Regions from separate parts of the Danio rerio genome. Here all the other regions are linked to region 2. A link is a contact called in public Hi-C data. All regions are on one chromosome and are shown on one strand. The core of a region is the stretch at or near the end of the contact, and the rest is flanking DNA. Distances in the headings are between cores, read along the strand shown.

Region 1 (3,574 bases), core at 30-2,529, 230 kb after region 2:
AGAACACCAATTTCACAGGAGGGCTAATAATTCTGTCTTTATAGTTCATAGTGTACGTGTGCAGTATGTGTTTACTTACATGTCTGTTTAAGGCGAGGTCCAGGTGTTTGGCGCAGGAGAGGTCGAGCAGGGGTCGTGCTGGTGCCAGGAGAGTCATCCTGTGCCAACGGGACTGAACTCAAGAGTAAAGGGATAATAACATCCTTCCTACATGCTTATAACAATTTTTTTAGTGAGGATCATGGAGATACAGATAGTGTTATTTGTAATCTTAAAAGGATACAAGCAACTTTTTTGTGAGAACTCTTTCTGCGGGCCGCACGGGTCACCTCAGCGTCCCGAACCACTGGACTCAACCAAGTCTGACTCCTGCACAAGAATAAACACATTTTACATCCTACACATCATAACATCTTTAGTGCTGCAGAAGAAAAAATGAACAGTGTTAGGCTGGATGAACAACTTTCCTGGCCTTAATATTTTTTACCACCCATTATTAACAAAAATAAAAAACAACCAAACAAAATAAAAAAATAAATAAAAAAATAAACAAATAAATACTTGTATAAAGAATGACTCGAGGTGAGGAATTTTTGGGTTTTATAGAGGTAAAGTTGGTTTTATATTCTTCCTAATAATATCATTTCAGAAATTATATTATTCTGAATTGGCAAATCATATTAGTAGCCAACGATTATCCAAGTATCTGTATATAATGTTCATAGTACATCTGTTTGCAAATATTACCAATAGTTTTCTATAATTCCACTTATAACTTATACCTAAATCCTCCACTTGCTCCTGTTGCACTCCTTGTTAGACCTAACCTATATAATGTCTTGTACATGTGTAATGACAATGAAGTTCAATATAATCTAACCTAAAAACTGCCAGAACAAAGAGCGCTAACAAATGAGTACTCTTATGTGGCCTAAAACGGTGCATTTAAGCTATAATAGCATTATGTTCTAATTAATTTAAAAAATGAAACACAATATAAGTGATAAAAAATAAAATATGCTCTTTTCTGTCATGTGTTTTTATAGTCAAACTATTCAACTGACATGTGGAGCGGTTCTCTATACAGTAACTACATCCGGGTATGGCAGAAAGGCTATATAGCAACCAAAATAATCCAACGCCATTCGTAAACAACCAAAACAATAATAAAATGTAATCTTTACCATTCCATATTGTCAATATGTTCCTATCTGCTAGCCAAAGCTGCTAGCACACGGTTTGAGCGCCTTCACTTCTGAGGTTATTTCTTCATCTGTGCCGTTCATGTCTTTGTGTGAATCACACTGCCCTCTAAGGGAGTAGCTGAACGATTACTGCACCACTAAAGCCTGTCAGGCACTGCCATCTACTGGATACAGGAAAAATTTCATGCAAATCAAAATATCTTATTTGTTCTATAATCATTTTAAATGTATGCGATTTTGGGATAACATTTATTCCTAATTATCCTGTAATAATATAAGACTTTTCGAGCATATTTGTAGCCTTAGCCAATTCAAAACGTATATATTGCTTTATTAAACGCACGCGACGTGTAAGGGATTATTTTTTAATTTGTACAATAAATTAAAATGTCACGTCTCATGAGTGGTATTCGGGGGATGTTTGAAGGATTTTCCGTACAAATGTCACGTAGTTATTAACGTCTACGTTAATGTCAGGTTATTGCTCATAATAATTCGATACATAGAAGGATGAACGGAGATAACGTAACATGAGTTTATCAATTTTACTGCAGTCGTGACATACCAAGATATGTGGCCCAGTTCAGGCCCAGCTATAAGCTGTTAACTTGGCTGAGACTTGGCCCAAATGGTCCATATTTGGCCAGACTTTGTCCCGTTGTGCACCGCATTTCACTGCAGCATGTGGGCCAGGCAAAAGCTGATTGTGTGGGCCAGAGAATGTTTGCCATGTGGGTAAGAATAACAACACAAAATCAACAGTTGTCCTTCTAAATCTAGTGTTTGCCAAAGTATTGCTTATTTTATACATGCTTGAGGTTGTATAAGATGAACTTACTGTAATGCTTCGAAGCTTCTCTTCGTGATCTAAAACCTGAAAATACATGCATCTTAATGTTTCATCTCATAATGAAAATGCATCAGACAAAAATAATTGTGAGTTTGCAAAGTGGGCCGCTCTATTGTCAAGATATTGAAATTTCGAAGAATTTCAGAATGGATATAAGATTGTAATGGATTTTAATGACAAAGAAAGAAAACTTATTAATTCCAATATATAATTGTTTTCCATAAATGTTCTTCTCAATTTAAAACACATAATTTAGTACAATCACTAATTATTTTATAAAGTTTAATAAGCACTGGTCAGAAAAAGAACTTTGTTTAATTGTTACACAAATATCAGTATGCTTAATGCCAATGGGACACTATTTCACCCATATTTTATTTTGACAAAATTATATTACACACTTTGCTTGACATCATCTCAGCAGGCACACATGGGTTGGATTTAAGTCGTGATGTCAAATGACCAAAATTCAACGTTTAGCCAGCATCTATGGACAACATTATTTTGACGTCCAATAACAACATCATTAGACGTTGATATTTGGTTGATTTTAGGTTCTGTTGAAAAGTGACCAAAATCCAAATTCGATCCAACATCTTAAACCAACATCATATTTATGTCAAATCTGAAATTTATTCGTAAGGTATGGCAACCAAAATCCAACGTCTGACAGACGTCATAGTGGTACCATCCACACAATCTCAAGCTGACATCTTTAGACATTGATATTTGGTTGATTTTAGGGTGGGCATGTCCGCCTGTCTGGGGTACATCAAGTTGACATCCTGTGCCTGCTGGGACTGCTTTCTTCGTATATAAAATCACTTTTGTAAATTTAATTTGATGTGGACACAAAAATGTATCTCTTCTTTGACCTAGAGGTTATACTTACCTTATCCTGCAATTGTGTCACAACCCACAGACAGCATTATCGTTAAAATAAACCATTAAACAGTTTATGCGCAAAATCAGCTCAGGCCGTTAAGTAAATCAAACTCTCACAGAACACTTGTATTTTACTTGAATACTTTACACCATGTCAAGGTTTTATTTGACAGTATTTCAGTAAATATCATACAGTAAACAAGAGCTCTGCAAAAGTAAGTATATATCCATTGAGTTGCATTTCAGAAAAATAGTAGCTCACTTACAGTTTTTGTGACTAGGTCATAGTACATAGTGTCATATTTATAGTTTTGAGCTGTACAGGGTGAACCGCGCTGTTCTTTGAGTTTTACACAGTGATTCTGAGCCCCATTTGGGCATTGCGCTGCCGTCGTGGCTTCGCGATAAATCATCTCATTTTATATCACATATTTATCAGGTTTAATCTTTTCAGTAGCATCTCTGAAGCATTTTGGCAATCTTGAGAAAATAAAATCAGAAAACAGCGTCAAGCACTGAAACTATTCTCTCTTTAAACAAACTTGCTACTCTACAAATGACAAGGACCCCTAAAGCCAGAAACACACTAAACAAGTAGGCCTACATTAGGGGTGTCCAAACTCAGTCCTGGAGG
Region 2 (3,638 bases), core at 573-3,072:
TTTATTCACAAGTTCAGACACTCTGATCTTGCATGCGTTCAGAAAGACGTTCACATTCTGCCACACTTTCAAACTCTACATGCGACGTTTCACATCTTTGATCCTGAGAACATTGTGTCACATCAATCTAGATGTATGGAATGAAGTGACACCAAGCATTTCGTAGCAGACTGTGTGCGTCACTGACACTGCAGAATCACAGTCGTTCCCTTCACTTCTTCTTCTGGCCTGCAAAGGCGTCAGTCCTTGTCTCACACTCTCACTGGGTTTGGGGAACCTGGCAGCTCGGCAAAAGTTATGCAAGACTTAATTCTCAACACCCACAACAAACAGTCACTATATACCAGCGGATACTTCACAAGACAGGAAGGGAAGCACTGACCTGGCCCATTTAAAGAATAGATTCTGTCCTGAAGCTTAAAGGCAGCTTCTTTTGACAATATGCCAAAATTGTTGGTGTGCCAAGAGAGATGCTGTCTTGTATGTTTGTGCATCTGCCTATTAGAAAAATATCTGTTCTGCCAAATACTAGAAATTCTCACATTGCACAACTTGTCTTGCCACATCAAACAATGCGAGACAGAGAACTGGATAAACATTGCATGATCAGACAAGATTATCATAAATTCATGCTCAGTTTTATATGCATACTTGTCAAGACATCCTACTGACACACATTAAGTCAATTATGTTTATTACAAAGCAACAAGAAATCTTTAGGCATGAAGGGTGATATATGGTATAAACAAGATAGATAATCAGGATGACCCAGAAATGTATACGTAATGTAATAAGAGGCAGATTAATAAGAGACCTACAAGTTCTAATGAATTAATATTTAAAACTGTAATAAAAAATGTATTCTGCAGTGATATTTACTTAAAAATACAGTAACTAGGCCGAAATCACAGAATAAAACTTGTCAAAACTTCAGGCAAGTCATAAAATTAGAAAGGATCATAAAAACATGAATATGTTTTATGCATACTTGTCAAGACATCTATTATGTCAATTTTGTTTATTACAGAGTAAGAAGAAACTGTTTTAATAATCAGGACAACCTAGAAAAGTACATTTTAAAATATTTAACAGGCTGATAAATTGAAGCAGCCATAAATTTACTTAAGTGTTCTGATAATTGCTTTAACAAACTATAGTAAATAATCTACTCTGCTGTGGTAACTAATTACTAAGTATACAAGGACTAAATTACTCAAATCAGAGATTAAAACTTGTTCAAACCCAACACAAATCATAAATATAATAATCCTGGTGTTTCACTTTAAACAATAAAATGAGAAAATATAAGATCTGTTTACTTCATGTCTAGCAAAGCATGTCAAGCCGAAGCAGACAGACGGTTTAAATGCCTAGCTTCATAACACACATACAGATGAGCCATGTGGCTTTTGGCAGCTCGCTTCAAAGGGAGAGCAGCACAATTTAATCCTGAAGGAAAGACCGAGAACGGCAGGTTGTCACAAAACTTCCTCGTACACATTAATCACGAAAAAGCCTGACAGAAATCGATCGATATGCCTCAAAACAAATGCGAGACGAGCGTGATCGCGCACCGTCATATTTAAATCCCCCCAACGCGCGTCACCAGCACTTTCTCATGACACCCTTGATTTACACCACAGAATACACCCGTGGCAAGGCAGCATTGACATACCAAACGTCCCCCATATGTTAAAGAGTCTATAATCCTCATACCTGCCGTGAAACCAGTCTTTACAGATGTCGCATTCGATCATAAACCGGTTAACATCATAAGGCTGCCGGCAGACACAGTATAGCGGGGCAGCCGCCATCTTCCTAATGTCCCTAAACAACGCTTAGCACTGTAGGGGAGGGATTAACGTCAGCGGAATCTCCCGAACGGGAAAAATAGGCGTAGCTAAGGCCAGCGGAAACTGCCGAAGGAAAATCCGACATCAGCGGCTTCCACTGCAGACATGCGCTCAATCACGAACGCTTGGATAAATGGAGCAAGCTCGAAGGCAAAATGTTGTTTTTTTACGAGACGAAAACACTAAGTAGACTATAGGTCATTGACCTACTAACGTGATGATGACGATGTAAAATCAATTGACACACAGAAAACTGCCTAAGTTTATTTTACAATATGTAAATCCAAACTCTAACATAATCTGTATTTATCTAGTATCTCATTTAACATTAGGATTTGGCCAATATAATTTATCAATTAGGGACGGTTTATTTATCATGATAAAGTCATCAAATGTAAAATAAAGCTGAATGAGAAAGTTGAACAGCTGAACAGGAGAGTTACATAAAGCTCTTGTGTGTTAATTCATAATCAGCGTTGTGCACGTGCACTACGTGATCTGCGGTGTTCTTGGACATGCGCACGCAGGAGCTCGGCTGAAGGAGGGAGGAGGGAGGGGCTACGCACAAAATACACTCAAATACACCCGTTCACACACACAAGTTAATATAACTGGGCAGGTTGTTTCTTTCAATGAGAAGCATTATAAATAAAATATTACAAATAATTATAATCAACACACACGTAGCACTATTACATTTAATAAAATACACTATGATTTTATAACACATCTAAAACATTAAATATAACTTTCATGTTTGTCAGAAATATACATAATAACAAAATAATATATTTATTACGTTTTTCACTTCAAACGATTTATTAGCATAGCGCTCCAAAAACTAAAACAACAACAACATATATACATATATTTTTAATATAGGCTAATAAATATAAAAACATTAAAGACCATTTATTGATAATTAGTATTCACATTTTGTAGCAGAATAATACATGTTGTTTACTATATTTACTTAATGAACAAAAATAAAGGAATGGGAAGATTTAATTTTATAAATAAAATAAAATTCTAAACACAATTGGATAAGTAGATTAAACTGACATTGAGCAATCAATGTTTTGTACATTAACACAATATTTATTTAACAAGTTGGATGTAATATATAACATTTAGCTGGTTCAACAACTGTTATCATATATTGATAAATCAATACAAACGGTATCCAAAAAAGAAACAGGAAATTCTTAAATATATCAATACATAGATATGTTTTATTATAAATTCATATCCTTAAGGGATTAATCATCTCATCGTTTGGGGTTTATGGAAAGGATTGCGTTCAAAAGAGTGATTTTCTTTATGTATAGCCTCAGATGGAGCTTCAGGGTTTTTACCTCAGCCTGGATATACTCAAAGTTTCAGCCTATGGTGCACAAAACTACATTTGACCTCTGGTAATTTCACTCATCATCACATTATAAAAAAAATGATATGAACAATTAGTCAAGACAGCATATGTTTTGTGTTCATTGTAACTAATTAAACTAAGTTCTAACTTAATTTTATAAGTTATGCAAGCAGTTTTAAGTCAGTTGAACATAATGTAACTTCAATAGACTCATACGATTAACTTGATTCAGCATAAACATTTAAGGCAACCAGGTTTCTTTACAGGGTAAGCTTTTAGACTTGTGCGCCATCTAGTGTTGCTCTGAAAGGCACAACGTTATTTTCTGATGATTATTTCTTTATTATTATTATACTCTCATTGGGGCCCCTCTAAAATAAAAATTCGAGTTTGCATGTACGTATTATGAACAAGTT
Region 3 (3,465 bases), core at 949-3,448, 200 kb after region 2:
TTGAGCGTAGGAGACCAGCAACATTGCATTTTCCATTAGTGACCTTCTCATGCAATTACCCATGTTGTAAAGCATTAATTTGATTAATAGATAGCATTGAGTCAGGACCCTTGAGTGTGCAAATTACACATTGAACTGGACAGATCAGTGTTTTTTTTATATATATATATTTATGTGAGTGTGTGTGTGTGCGTGTGTGTATGTATGTATGTATGTATGTATGTATGTATGTATGTATGTATGTATGTATGTATGTATGTATGTATGTATGTATGTATATATATATATATATATATATATATATATATATATATATATATATATATATATATATATATATATATATAAATTTAATGCCATTTTCACAAGCACACTTTTTTGTTTAATACTCATTCCTGGTATCACCTTTTTCCCAGTAACCAGAAGCCTTTTTTTCATATTTCCATATTTCTTTCATATTGCTCTGTGATGTCATCAACTCTGGACTCCATAGCAACAGAGATATTCCTTTGGTGTGGCAATGCCTTCAGCAGGCTGTTATTAATAGCTGCTGATGTTTTCACTGTGACATTGGACAATGCGTTAAGGCGCACGTATGTACGCATGCATTATGTCTATTATAGTTATTCTCAGAACAGATTTTATAATTAATGTTGCTGGGAGAATGACTCATTCTGAGGGTTTTTAGAAAACGGCTACCTAGAGAGATCACTGAGCTAAAGAGTGAATCAAAAAACATGTTTATTGACACAGTGAAATGAGGCTGTTATAATTTCCAAGAGCTGACAGCAAACAGTTAAAGTGGGTCACGAAACGATTTTGTCGCCCACTAAGGTCTGTTGCTCTCCCTCACCCTCCTTTTACAATGTTTATTGCTATTTTTTCCATTATGCATACATTCATTCCAGATCAGGCTGCTTATAAAAAAAAAACTAAAAAAAACATATAATTAAAGAGGGGAAAAGTTGATTACATTTTTTAAAAATCCAAAATCAAACAAAAAACTCCTCAGTGGTAGCCTAATGTATTGGTGCTTTTCGGGTAAGGGATTCATGAGCAAAAAGAAAATCAAGCTAAATACTAAAAAAATGAAGAAAAAAAAATTAAAAAGGTTTTTTGTTTTTTTGAGTGTCTTCGATTTTCTTTTGCTATATATATTTGAACTTTTATTTTTAATATAATTTTAAAATAATTAAAAAAAAAAAATTTCCCGTGTGGCAAAGTTAAATTTTCTAATCATTCCAACTATTTCTTTCATCCATTTATGTTTATATTTTTTGAGCTGGCAATGTTTACCCAATTTATCAGCTGGGGAAAATGCTCTGAAAGTGATTCCAACATGTTCAATCATGTATTTCATTACAGTTGCAGTCTCTGATATTCTGCATATTGTAAAATACCGGATTTATTTTTTTATCATCCTTGGCATGAATGAACACACCTATTTCAATCTTAACATTTAAACTGAAAAAAAATAATAATAATCTGGACACTTTTTATGCCTTTAAACATTTGTTTACTATTTATGGAGAAAAAATTCTGGACCCTCTTTTTAAATTATTTATTTTATCTGCTTTTAGGTCTGAAATAAACCGACAAATTCATACATACAAACACGCATACACAAACCTGTTTTTAAACTAAATAAATACATTTTACATTACAGATAAAATAAAATTTCTGTCCTAAAAAGTGTGACCAAATGTATTTTTGATTGACACATCTTTTAAAAATGTAAATAAATTGCACGTATTTAAAGGTTCTTAAAGCTGTTCTAAAGTTTCGTCCCCTCACAAAAAAACTATACTTTTTCTTTCCCTTCTCATTTTTATGCATCTCTTTTGGCTTAAATCAGACCTGAATATGTAATAAGGTTTAAATGACATTTACTGCATGAAAACATGAGCAGCAGATGCAGATTCAGCTAGTACAACACTTACACAATGTTCATCCAGTGGACAAACATCCTGTGCCTGTAGACTTTCAGTCTCAAATATGAAAACAAACAATAAATATTATCTGCTGATATTTTCGCATTCTGCCACAGGATGATTGCTGCACGTCTGAAAATAGCAGCATGTTTGTTTGTCACGGCAGAGGTTTATGTTGTTTTACTGAAAGGAGCGATTCAGTGGGCAGAAAGCTGAGAGTTCTGGTATGAATCATCTAAAGCATGGCCTACATTTCCGAGTCTGACTTCATACTGTGACATAAAGACACAATTTACATGCAGAGCAACCGCCCACAAATACTCCTGCGTCTGTAAACAAGGAGACAGAAAGCACAACGCTGAAACAAACATGAATGTCCATCAATCCATGAGACCAGCTGCTTCTACTACTCCAAGAATTTTTGTAGTTACATTATTTTGACCAGAGATGTAGTGAAAATCCTTCAAAGAAAAGAATATGCGATTTTTTTAAATACATCACTATTCTCTCTTGAATTGATTGACAAACAGCAGTCATTACAAATCACCACTTGGAACATTAATAGTTTTTAATAAAGCAAAGAAATATTTCAGAAAATTACAGTAGTGTTCACAGTGAGTTGTTTACATTAATCCTGTTATAACTACAGCAAAAAATACATTAGCTATTGTTATGCAGGCTACTGGAGAACACTTACATTGAACTGAACAACATACCCCATCTTGCACCTCACTCACACACCAGTCCCAGATCACCCCATGATTTCACACACACATACAGCTGATGCTTCTAAAGACTAATGTCATGGACTCTTTACATGCCACACACACTTCTGTGCTGAGTCTTGTTTCCTGTGAGCATTTCAAAGCATTTCACTGCATTACATCCATGCTGCTATACAGAAAATTCCCCCAATCAGAGAATTGCAGTAAGCAAAGTGAGCTAATGGAGATATTTAGCTCCACCCAATCCAATGAAGCTCAGACACAATTGAATTAAACTTTAATATTTCTATACACATGTAATAAGCAATGCACACTGTTTATAAGTATACAACCAAAAGAATTTAATAGATTATGTGCACAGCTAGTGTTTCTTCCCTGATAAACTTCCATGTGACTTAGTGACTTTTCAATTTTACATGGTTCATTTTACAGCATTAATGTTTATGTAATGTTCATTTAGTTGTTCAAGCATAAAACAAGATGAAACGTTTACATGCACACGCTCGTCAGGATTAGAAGGCTAGTGTAGATCCTGCATTGAATATACTGGGGTAAAATATATGTTCATATTTTAAAGACATGATGCAAATAAAATTATTTTAATGCAGTGCTTCTTTTACATTGTGAGATCCACTTCATAACATATATTAATCAGGCAATGAAGATAGTTGATTTTTAAAGAAAACAGACCTTAAATAAAAAATGCCGATTTTGTAGCACAGTTTGTACCCAGGGCAATGTTTTTTTTTTAATGTAAGCCAAGGCACATATTTTCAACGAGTAGGGGCTAATTTATTTGCTTCAAATTA

The links. A called contact is a pair of places that touch in the nucleus more often than the background predicts.
Region 1: a Hi-C map of hematopoietic stem cells shows a contact between it and region 2, with 2.8 times the contacts expected there. The contact joins the promoter of nup107 here to the promoter of kdm7aa in region 2. A contact is called at or near these places in 3 of 18 Hi-C or Micro-C datasets (embryo, hematopoietic stem cells and an unstated tissue) and 1 of 4 datasets of contacts at active chromatin or transcription factors (embryo).
Region 3: a Hi-C map of skeletal muscle shows a contact between it and region 2, with 5 times the contacts expected there. The contact joins the enhancer-like site here to the promoter of kdm7aa in region 2. A contact is called at or near these places in 3 of 18 Hi-C or Micro-C datasets (caudal fin, skeletal muscle and an unstated tissue) and 2 of 4 datasets of contacts at active chromatin or transcription factors (caudal fin and embryo).

Annotation. Positions count from the first base shown.
Region 1 is chr4:23,348,650-23,352,223 of GRCz12tu, forward strand. It overlaps nup107 (nucleoporin 107), which reads right to left and starts at 1,280. Exons shown (of 26, transcript NM_001030167.1): 1 at 1,185-1,280; 2 at 284-369; 3 at 80-172. The coding sequence starts at 1,192.
Region 2 is chr4:23,117,497-23,121,134 of GRCz12tu, forward strand. It overlaps kdm7aa (lysine (K)-specific demethylase 7Aa), which reads right to left and starts at 1,823. Exons shown (of 18, transcript NM_001346151.1): 1 at 1,717-1,823. The coding sequence starts at 1,814.
Region 3 is chr4:23,319,128-23,322,592 of GRCz12tu, forward strand. It overlaps a transcript of kdm7aa not described here. Among named protein-coding and RNA genes, the nearest start is that of nup107, 29 kb to the right of the region's middle. Within about 2 kb of position 2,199, at least 5 of the 62 cell types and tissues checked have an H3K27ac peak or open chromatin away from gene starts, as enhancers often do. A contact at or near this core is called in caudal fin and skeletal muscle, where this site is marked.